Linked DNA regions of Hordeum vulgare: region 1 is linked to region 2. Evidence: chromatin contacts called from public Hi-C data. All regions are on one chromosome and are shown on one strand. Each heading gives the region's core, a stretch centred on a gene start, on an enhancer-like site or on the middle of the called end of the contact. The rest is flanking DNA. Distances are from core to core; before and after follow the strand shown. Region 1 holds the start of LOC123447597 (general transcription factor IIF subunit 2). Region 2 holds the start of LOC123447579 (protein ADP-ribosyltransferase PARP3).

Region 1 (5,244 bases), core at 341-2,840, 140 kb before region 2:
CATTTTCTGTGCTCGCACGGTGACTTTAAGAAGAACAGGGTATCAAAATTATGAAGATGGCACAATCACTATCATTAAAATTCAACAGATGGCACAATCACTATCATCAAAATTGAAAAATCGATACAATGCCAAACTAAATCATTTAAGTCAGAAAATTGATGCATAAGTAACTGTGTGGATTCATTTCTCATGAGTACGGGTTCATTTCTCACGAGTACTGTGCAAAAGGTTTGGGACTGAAACCATTTGCAGATGTTACCAAATTCATATCGACAACTATGAATTATAGATACAACATTTGAAGCGCATGTTGTACCTCTCTTGTAGAAAATATGAAGCATGTGCGGAACATTAGAGACATAACACATCACAGAACTATAGTTCAGCATATTTGACTGTTTTGACAAGATTACTATTGCATATAAAATCAATATCTGTATTAAACCAAAAGTACATAGGCAGAACCAAAGTGCAAACCTAAACCAGGTACAACAGTCATGACAACAGAATTTCCAGGCCATTAAAATACACAGATAAGAAAAAATGCATGCACTGCGATTGATAACAAGCAGGGAATTTGTTTTGTACCTTGATTAGTCTCAGAGAAAACACACATGGGTACAAAATCCTTGAACATATTCAAGGAGTAACTCTTTGGTAGATTGCAAGTGCTAGCTACACTAGTTTGAGACATCTCCATCTTGAACTGCCATTCCAAATAAAATGTTGTAAGAACGATGAGCACCACAAGCAAGAAATAATGAGTGTGATACAGACATAGAATGAGCAACAATTAACAGTTGGGACAAAGATAGCAGTATGCCATGCAGTTCTTCAAATTAGTATCTTCAATGCACTAAGTTCAATCTGCATAAGATTTTTATGCTTTTTCATGCAGTCTTCACCAGGCTTGTTCCTAGCCTAGCTTGCAGACTCAAACAAATCCCCAAATAATATATAGAAGGCGGGTGCGGGTTGTTGTTCATGAGCACAATTGTCGCCAACCATGGTTTGTTCTCATCAAGCACCCAATGCTTCGGTACCTGATTCAAACAGGCACCTAAATGTATTCGACCATATCGTGTTACTCCATCAGTTGGGTCATCAGCTAACTATACAGCTCCCGTACCAACCTATTGGTTTCTGAACTTGAATTGAGGCGACTCTACTGAACAAATCCGCACACCAATCAAAAGAGGGGAACATCGCGGGGCGGGGCGGGGGCGGGGTGGGCTCCTTGCCTGGAGGGAAGGCTCGGCGGAGCTGAGGGGGTCGAGGGACAGCACGACCTTGGCGACGACCGGGTTAGGGTTAGCATCGCCGGAAGAGGCGGAGGCGCCCTGCCAAGCCTGGGAGACGACGGGGGGGCACTTCATGAGCCACACGGAGCGGTCCGCCCGCGCCGTCTCCAGGTACTTCGCCTCGTCGCCCATCTCTGCGCCGGCTAGCCGCCGCGGGTGGTCTCGCGATTTTGGGGTTCGTTTGGTGGCGGCGCTAGGGCGACCGGGAGGAGCGAGCGGCGCGTGATCTGACGCGGCGGAGGACGGGAAGAGACTAGTCTAGACAGGCACGTGCGGATGGCGTGAATGCGAGACGAGCAGAGGTTTTGTTAGAGCAAAAATTCTAGCACACCCCGTATCCCGACCTCACCCCGTATCCCACCCCGACCTGTAAAATAATCGTCAAAATACGGGTTGGGCCGGAAAAACCAGCCCGATCAGACCCCGCATCCCGCCCCGGTCAGTAAAAAATTTTAAGGGGCGCGGCAAAATCCCGACCCCAACCCGGGAAAACGCGGGTTTCCCCCTCGCAGCTGCGGTGCCCTGCATATAAGCGGAAGCGGTTGGTGGGGGAACATTTCATCCCGCGCTTTCTCCCACCAACCACCTTTCCTCTCCCCCCTCGCGCCGCCGCCGGCCGCCGCCCAAGATTCCGGCGACAGCAGCCGGTAGGAGCACGCCGGAAGGCCGCCACGCGCACGAGGCCTCCCCTCCCTTCCTCCCTGCGTCGGCGGGCTGCCGGATTTGCAGATCTGCGACACTTCATCGCCGGCCGCCGGTTGCTGCCCGAGGCGATGGAGTGGTTGGGGAGCCTCTCCCGCAGCCCAGGCAAGGACGCATCGCCGCATGCAGGCACGGGTTCGTCCGTCCGCCGCCACCGAAGGTTTGCGGGCATGGACTCGTCTGGCCGTCCATCGGGCTCGGCGCTCGCGCAGCGTCTTTGTGGCCTGCCGATGCCGCTCATAGAGTGCGACGACTGCCGGCGCCAAGTGCTGCGGCTCACTTCGGGCACGCCGACGCATCCCGGATGGGGTGTTCTACAAATGCGAAAACGACAGGGTACGTGCACTTCAATAGCTCGTTCCATAGCTCATTCTTTAGTTCAATTGCGGTAGCTCACTTCGAGCTTGCTCATTCTTTTGTGTAGGACGATGGATGCTTATTTTGGTTTTGGGAAGGCCAATACTTGTGGTTCTTGTTTTCTTTGGTTTTGCTATTCTAGTCAAGATTTGGTGATATCTTTTGTATCTATAATGTTGTTGCAAAAGCAAAGAAAAGCATTGTGCTAGATCAATTTAAGTTGCAAATCTAAGTTTTACGGGCCGGGAGAAGCTGCGCCAGATCAAAACCCGCAGAAGCCGACCCGTAAAAAAAGTATATTCCGCGAATATGCTTTTTTACGGGTCCATTATGCGGGGTATGCATCTGTGCCAGCCCGCGCCGGCCCGCAAAAGTGGTTTTGCGCGAACTGCAAACGCGTTTTGCGGGCCGACCGGGTGCGGGGTCTACTAGAGTTGCTCTTAGAGATCTACATCCGAACTTGCAAATCCGCCCCTCAAATGCGAGTGTATGCGGTCAATACGTATCCACCGACACTGATTTGTCACACTTTAAATAATGTGTTATATAATCGGACATCTCAGATCTCATACCTTAAATTCATACAAACCATGTAATTACTACGTCAATGCATTATACATATCGTCTGATTACTCCATCACTACTAACATTATCATCGGGCTATCAAAATTTGACATGTTTGGCCATATGGACATTAGCCACGGCTACTCTTGCCTTTCCTGGAGCACTTGTCGTCCTTCTCGCCGAAGTACCGGTTGAAGACGCGGGTACGGATCGAGCCGGATTACTCATCACTGGAGCTGTCCTCGCCGTCGATCACCTCCTCCACCTCCGTCGATGGTAGTCCCGCCATTTACCGGATCGCCCGATTCTGCTCGCGAGCGAGGGCGCACGTGTTCCTCCACTGTCGTTTCTTCAAAGTGCCGGCGCGGATGGCTTCCTTCTCTGCGGCCGCCCGTTCCGTCGCATCAATCGCCTCCGCCTCCGCCATTTCCTTCGCGAGAAAGGCCTCGGCAATCCTTATCCTCTCCTTCCCACGATGGACAACATGTGACTCGAAGTCCGCCGGAACGGCCGATGGATCCCCCATCGGGACCTCGATGATCCCGTCCCAGAGGAACTGGGCGCCTGTTGAGGGGACGCTATGGAGTCGCGGCGGGCAGATCCTATCGTCGGTCGCGTGTTGTCCTTGCGGGAGCGGCGGAGTGCAATGTTGATGTATATGCACGCTTATATTCTTGTAGACTATGTTGGGCCTCCAAGCGCAGAGGTTTGTAGGACAGCAACAATTTCCCTCAAGTGGATGACCTAAGGTTTATCGAACTCAGGGAAGTAGAGGTTGAAGATGGTCTCTCTCAAGCAACCCTGCAATTAAGAAACAAGAAGTCTCTTGTGTCCCCAACATACCTAATACAACTACCTCTCCTTTGGCGGGTTGGGGAATTGTTTCTCCGAAGGCAGTCCGCCACCCAATAACTTCCTTGGGATCTAGATTACCCGTTTTTACAAAGTTATCAAGATAGGCATCATTGACCTCTGTTGGCAGCGAGTTGCATTTCGAGATAGTGTCCATAACTACAAAAGGAAAGAGCGGGGCGGGTTGTCAGGAACTGCGGAATTACAACTCGCCAGCCAAAATGATCTACAGGGATATTCTAACTCGCCATGGCGAAAGGAGACGGGTTATGGTTCTAAAAAGGGTTTCCTTAGGGATATTTTTTTATTGGAGGACAAACATGTTTCTAATGACAAACAATAATTTACGAATCTACGCGCGTTTCCAATGGAGAAAATAACGCTAGCCGAAGGATCGAATACCGCAGAACGCAAAACAACACTGTGAAAAATGGTGCGTAAATCTATGAACAACGGATTGACAGGGAACACGGCAAGAACTACTGCGATTATCATTTCATATGTGGATCTACAATACCGCATCCAGATGGGCTAAGAAGCAAGGGGATGCTGCGTTCATGGAGTTTTGATGCTGATCTAAGAGGTGCGAAGGTTCGGATCTACTCCTAATGGGAGGAGGAGATTTACGTGAAGGAAGAAGAAGATGCCGGATGAGGATCGAGGAAGTCCTGCGACGGCTGCCGCACCCTCGACTGGCTCGGGAAGCAGCTGGACGGCGATGACCTGCGACGGAGCTTGAGCGGTGACGAGATGGTCGAGGTATGGCTGGGGAAGACGATGCGTCTGAAAGGAGGAAGTGGGGGTAGGTGGCGTTGCCCTCCCACTCCCCCGCGGCTATTTAAAGGCCCAAGGAAAGACAAGAAATGGCAGGCGCGGGAATCGAGGCGACTGATTGAAAATTGGAGACGATGGCGCCTAGATTTTTGGGATGACAGGATAAGGACGAAAAAGGATCCGTTGGGAAGTGATGTCACCAGAATTCCTGGAATAGTGGAGAAGGTGATGTTATCAACACATGATCTTGTGACTCAAGCAAATTGAGGAAGATGGCGGCTTGTCATTCGTTGAAGGAAAGATGAAGGTGAGATGAGTCACCGAAGATAAAAGTGAAGATTTGTTGGCGTGAATAAATTCAAGTCAAACTCGGGCCTAATGCTGGGGATATTACCTGCGGTATGACCCGCCCTATTGGGTCGGGTCAGGAAAGCGGTAACTCATACATACATGACCAATGAAAGCCTCGGTTTAGGCCTGAGGCGTGTTTGTCAGAAGGCCGCCAGAGCCCATGAGCCGGATGGCGGTTCAAGATTAACGAAGAAGATAAGTCGCCAAGGAGTTTCCTTAGCTTGGTGAACACGGCGACTGATACGTCTCAAACGTATCTATAATTTTTTATGGTTTCATGCTGTTATCTTGTCATCTTTGGATGTTTTATGTACCTTTTATATCTTTTTTTGGGACTAAC
Region 2 (5,684 bases), core at 2,328-4,827:
AGGTGTATCCATATAGGTCCATTCTGTTGTGCAGGTTTGATCTGTCTGTTCTCGCGTGTGTTGGAGCTAGCATCGTCATCAGCGGTGTTGTTTTTATTATTACTTCTATCATTGCCTCTTCTGACGATGGCATTTGGAGCCGCCCTTAGGCTTCTCGTTAATGTCTTCCTTACGAGTGTCGACCATGTAGATGTCATAGGTGGATGTTGCAGCCCACTTCCCCTTTCAGGGAGCGGCAATACGCGAGTGTGGTCCATATTTGCTGAGGTCATCCTCATCCATGTTGATGACCTCATCAGATCCATAGTCGAGCGCATCGGTTAAATCTTCAACTATGGCGACTAGGTGGGAGGTGGGTGGGATGAAAATTTCCCAATCATTGGTTTTATGTCTCATCTTCTCATAAATTGCATATTAGATTGCCGGGTTCTGGATCCGGCCCAGTACCTTGTTTACCTGCGAGAGATCCTCCGCATTTAGGGCCTTACGGTAGGCCGAGCTGATATGAAAGGGATTGTTCGAACCACCCGAGGCGGTTCCATCTCCCATGGCCTTTCAAGCCAGTTTTAGTTTGGAGACTAGAGCAGCCTCCTCCAGGATAGCCTTTAGATATCAAGAAGAGTTCAACTTCATGCGGTCACCTGAGGTGGCATTAATATGGTCGGATGTGATTGCCTCCAGATCCATCTCTAGGGCTGTTGCTGTCAAGGGATCGGATCTAGGTGTCAGATCGAAAGCCAGTTCCATAGCGTTTGTGCCCGAGGATTCCTCGGGCTGGATCACGATTTGTCCCGACATGACTAGATCATCACGGGCATCATCAACGTATTCAAAACTTCCGAACGTGATGACCTTGTTTGGAGCGAAGGTGTCTACGCGGCCTAGACGTCCACCAGGATCAACATGTAGTACAACACTACTAAAGGAGAAAATATGGGCAGGGACGAAGTTGCCCTCAGAGCCAATGTTGTTGTCAAACTGCAGACAAGCCATCAATCCTGAAGATCACACAACAAGCTCTTAATGGAAGCACTAATGTCGGTGTCAAAACTGACAGATCTCGGGTAAGGGGGGCCGAGCTGTGAGATCGGATCGAGGGTAACAGGAGATAAAGAACACGAGGTTGTTACCCAGGTTCGGGCCTTCTCGATGGAGGTAAAACCCTATGTCATGCTCTTGTTGTATCGATGATGTAGCACTTACATGGTTGATCTATCTCTGGATCATGAGTTTGTGGACTAAACCCTAGGGATTATGATGTTGTGTATGTCCCCTCTACGTGCTAAACCCCATGGTTTATTTAGGGACCGGGGGTATCTAGGGTTACATGAACGTCAGTTACTATCTATGAACTACATCCTGAACGAATCATCCTCTCTCTAGATTGATAGAATCCGATATGCTCACATTCTTTCATTGGGCCTCCGAAGTCCTTCCTTCAGGATGGGCCTCCAGCACAACTGATGAACTAGTCCACCGCGATTGCAACCCCTTAGTCCTAGACTCCCTCAATGGGGACAAACATTTTTTTGAGTATAATCTATTAAGATATTACTAGTCATACATTGGGAGAGACTAAGACATAAGGTGGATTTCGGTAGTTTTCGTTTGAGAGTATTCTTACTACGTGCATTTTCAAGTGTAGAGGTTAGAGGACCCTATCTTCGATTATTAACAAAATATTAATACATAGAAGTATCCCGCGATCATGCATGTGATTCCTTGGCATTGATCTTCATTCAAACTCCACAAGCTGAAATCAAGGCATTCTCATGTGGCATCGAGAGTTCTAATTTATCTTAAACAATTTATGTTGACTCCAAGTATATAGATACAAAGTAATAGCATTTAACCTTACCATTTCATACTCAATCTCCTCCACAATATTCTCAGAAGAGGCACCATGCATCCTTGTCTAGATAATCATACCAAATTATATGGCAATTGACTTAAGATTGATTACTATCGTGCCAAGAAAGTACCCACCATGATAAAAATCCATTGGGAAATAAGTGCAGTGTGGACCTGTAAGAAGAATCCATATATTCCATGCACCATAATCATTTCATAGGTTGCGTCGAATTAATTTTTTTCGGAACGAACCCCCTCCCCCAACCCATGCCAAAATTCTAGTGCAATTCCTAATCTTCACCATCTTCTACCACTAATGATTGACAATGTCGAAATAAAGAAGCCTTCTTTAACGAGCAAATCTCCAGAAACATCTTATTAAAAGGAAATTGAGTAAGTTTGGGTTTATCGTAACTAAGGAGGTGGAGCACGTGCGGGGCAACGAGAAGAAGACCTCACCACCAACACTTCGATAATTACTTGCAAAACAAAAAGTTCAGGAAGTTTTGCAAAAAACATACAACACGACTGCACATTTGCCAGCTATACGATGTGACAGATTAACATCATGCCACGTCAATCAAATACATACATTGAGGCAGATAGAGATGGTAGATGGCCCTCCATTGGTCATAAATCACATTTTTCTTAGTAGAGTGACCAAAATGAGCGCTAGTAACTTACGCTTCACAAACGTTCCGGATCCACCGTTGCCAACTACTCCCTCCATTTCTAAATATAAATAGTTTTTACAGATTTCATTACGAACTACATACAGATGTATATAAACATATTTTAGAGTATAGATTTACTCATTTTGCTTCGTATGTAGTCCGTGATGTAATCTCTAAAATCTTATATTTAAAAAACAAAAGCAGTATAATGCTGCATTTGGTAGCAAGGTATTTCCAAAGTTTTCTCAGAATACTGCGGTTTCTGAAACAAACTATGGTTTTGAATACTTAGATGTGTTTGGCTTCAGCAGAAACTGAAATTTTGTAAACCATAGTATCCTAAAAACCATGGTATTTTTGCTGTGCCGAAAAAAGAGGCCCCGCCATTTTTTTCTAAACAGAAAAAACTCATTTCACATCGTTGTCTATCTCGAGATAACTATATCAAATTATATCGCCTCCTATTTTTTCTCAATCTATTATCTTGTAAAATAATTCTAATATGTCTCGTGGTCTCTTAAGGTGCTTCTTCTTCTAGCTGGCCTCACTTGTAAACCTCACGTCTCTTTTCTCGTCCATGAGACAGAATCTAGGTTAGCTGATGTGCATGTAGATGCAGCAGGGATAAACATATTCTACAAATCATAGCATCTAGGTCCGGCCGACGTGTACATGAAGGCTGCATGCAGCCGACCGCCGTTAGGAGCCGCTAATTACACCAGCCAAACACATGTAAAACTGAAAAAAGACAATGAATTTAAGGAACTACAGTATTCATTACCCACTCATGAAAATACTTTAGTTTGCAATTGCTACCTTTTTTAAAAACTTTACTGCCAAACTAGGCCTAAGTGGCATTTTTTCTTGACCGAAATGAGCACCATCGACGAGATAAGTGACCACTAATGCATTATAGTCACTCGAAAAAAAATATGTATTTCAGTTTAGTTATTAAAATCGATAAAGAGGCAGAGAAATCGGAGAGTGGAGTGTGTACACTGGACAGTGGACACCGCCGCCCGTCTTTACCGACCGCAACCGAGGAGGCTCCGAGGTCCTCTGCCAAATGGCTCTCCTGTCCTGCTTTCCCCCCACCTCTCATCTCCCCCTTCCTCCTCCTCGGTGCGCTTCCCGAGAGCGGGCTGCATGGTCGCGGGCGGCAGGCGACGTGTCGCGGGGGCAGACGGGCGAGGCCACACCTGGAGCGCATGGGCGGCGACACCCAACCTCCTTCCAGTCCCCACTCCCCCCTGCACTGTTCGCCGCCGCGCCTATTTAGGCCCCGGGATAAGGACGGACCGAGGCCCGGTCTTGATGCTTCTCGGCGCCTCCGTCTCACCGCAATCCGCCCGCCATGGTAGCGCTCTCCCGCCTCGTCGTCGGATCTTGTCCGGTCCGGTCCGTGCGTTTCTCTAGCCGCCGATTGACATCTGCCCTGTAGCACCACTTGTTCTTGCTAATCTAGGAGCAATTTGGGCGTGGTTCTTGCTAATCTAGGAGCAATTTGGGACGGTAAATCGCCGATTGGCAAACATCTTGTGTTCTTGCATTTCTTTTCGGCAGTTAGCTTGCCGTGGTTCTGATTCTGAAATGCCCTCAATACGTGATGGGCCTGAGCTGTTTACCAACCTTCACTCATTGTGATTACCGCTTGTTCTTGAGCTGTTTACCAACATTCACTGATTGTGATTACCGCTTGTTCTCGCACCTATCTTTGTTGTTCTGATTCTGAAATGGCCTCATATGTGATGCGTGCGGCTGTGAGCGTACGCATTTCTGCATCTGCCAAGAATAATCTTGAGGATGTCAAATAATGGCAGTAACTGGTCACTCGTATCTGTATAAAGTTTGCTAGTATTCGTATTGAGAGGGGATGTACTTCGCTGGAACTAAGAGTTGTGGATTTTACTGGATTTTTTATTATTATTTCCTTTCTGTTGTACGTGTATGATGCATCAAGTTGTAACTTTTTTATATTGCCCCATCTAGGATCCTGCCTAATACAGTGACTAATTTAGCCGCGCTCTTGTTATTTTCCAGTGAATTCAGCTCATTATTTCCCTAGTATATGTATGCTGCTCACGATATCATGTGATGTTGATGTCCTTGGAGGTACACGAGACAAGATCACGGACTCATGCGACCGAAGAAGGGAAAACTGCCCCAAAGAAACAGAAGGAAGAACACAAAGAGCAGGAAGGGGGGCAGGAGCGTCCCTCCAAGAACAAGAAGCCGGTCGAGCCTGAGGCGGAAACAAAGACCAAGAAACACAAAGGTGGGGAGTCTGAGCTAGACGGGAAGGAAAACACTACGAAAGAGTACACCGACTTCTGCAAGGCCATCAGAGAGCACCTCCCTGCGGAGGACATGCGCAAGATCCTCGAAGCCAACGGGCAAGACGCTTCGGGGTCAGAAGATGCAGTTGTTTCAAGCTGGTATAGTCCATTTTAGATTCTCAATCAAAAGCTTCTGATATACTAGAATATCAACTGCTTTGCTCATATGCTAAATGTTCTGCCAACTCCTAACAATATTGCTTGATGACCACAGTGAGGATATGATGTTTTATGGGCCTCTCGAGAAGTGCCCAATTTGTGGTGGTCAGCTTGAGTGCAAGGGGTGGAAATACAAGTGCACTGGCAAATACAGTGAGTGGGCAAGCTGCATTTTCAGCAGCAATAGTCCTCCAAGGAAATCTGATCCTATAAAGGTGCCGGAGGATGTCAGCAATGATTTTTTGAACAAGGTAATGAGGCCACACTCTTCCGGGTATTTATGTACCAGTGCTGCATTCACTTTGTGAACGGTCAACAATTTGAAATAATTTGCTTGATCCCCTGCAGTGGCTGAAGCAGCAAGAAGGGAAGGGGTACCCTAAGCGTGATGTGGATGAAGAGGCCCATATCTTCTCGGGCATGATGGTTGCGCTGTCTGGACGGATGTCACGCTCACACGTATTGTACCTGAACACTTGCCCCCCCCCCTTCTACATTACGATTATGAGTTGCATAAATCCGATTCTATTGCTTCTGAAAATGGCCAGGCTTATTTCAAGGAGCAGATTCTGAACCATGGAGGACAAGTGAATAATTCCGTGCTTGGTGGGTATCATGTAGTACTATCCTTTCTGTTGTATCATCTATGAACTGCTGCCATTGC

What was found. A called contact is a pair of places that touch in the nucleus more often than the background predicts.
Region 1: a Hi-C map of leaf shows a contact between it and region 2, with 5 times the contacts expected there. The contact joins the promoter of LOC123447597 here to the promoter of LOC123447579 in region 2. A contact is called at or near these places in 3 of 6 Hi-C or Micro-C datasets (leaf and seedling) and 1 of 1 datasets of contacts at active chromatin or transcription factors (embryo).

The regions. Positions count from the first base shown.
Region 1 is chr1H:481,868,604-481,873,847 of MorexV3_pseudomolecules_assembly, reverse strand. LOC123447597 (general transcription factor IIF subunit 2) reads right to left here and starts at 1,590. Exons shown (of 6, transcript XM_045124209.1): 1 at 1,245-1,590; 2 at 592-709. The coding sequence starts at 1,436.
Region 2 is chr1H:481,731,722-481,737,405 of MorexV3_pseudomolecules_assembly, reverse strand. LOC123447579 (protein ADP-ribosyltransferase PARP3) reads left to right here and starts at 3,577. Exons shown (of 17, transcript XM_045124191.1): 1 at 3,577-4,960; 2 at 5,076-5,271; 3 at 5,369-5,479; 4 at 5,569-5,626. The coding sequence starts at 4,620.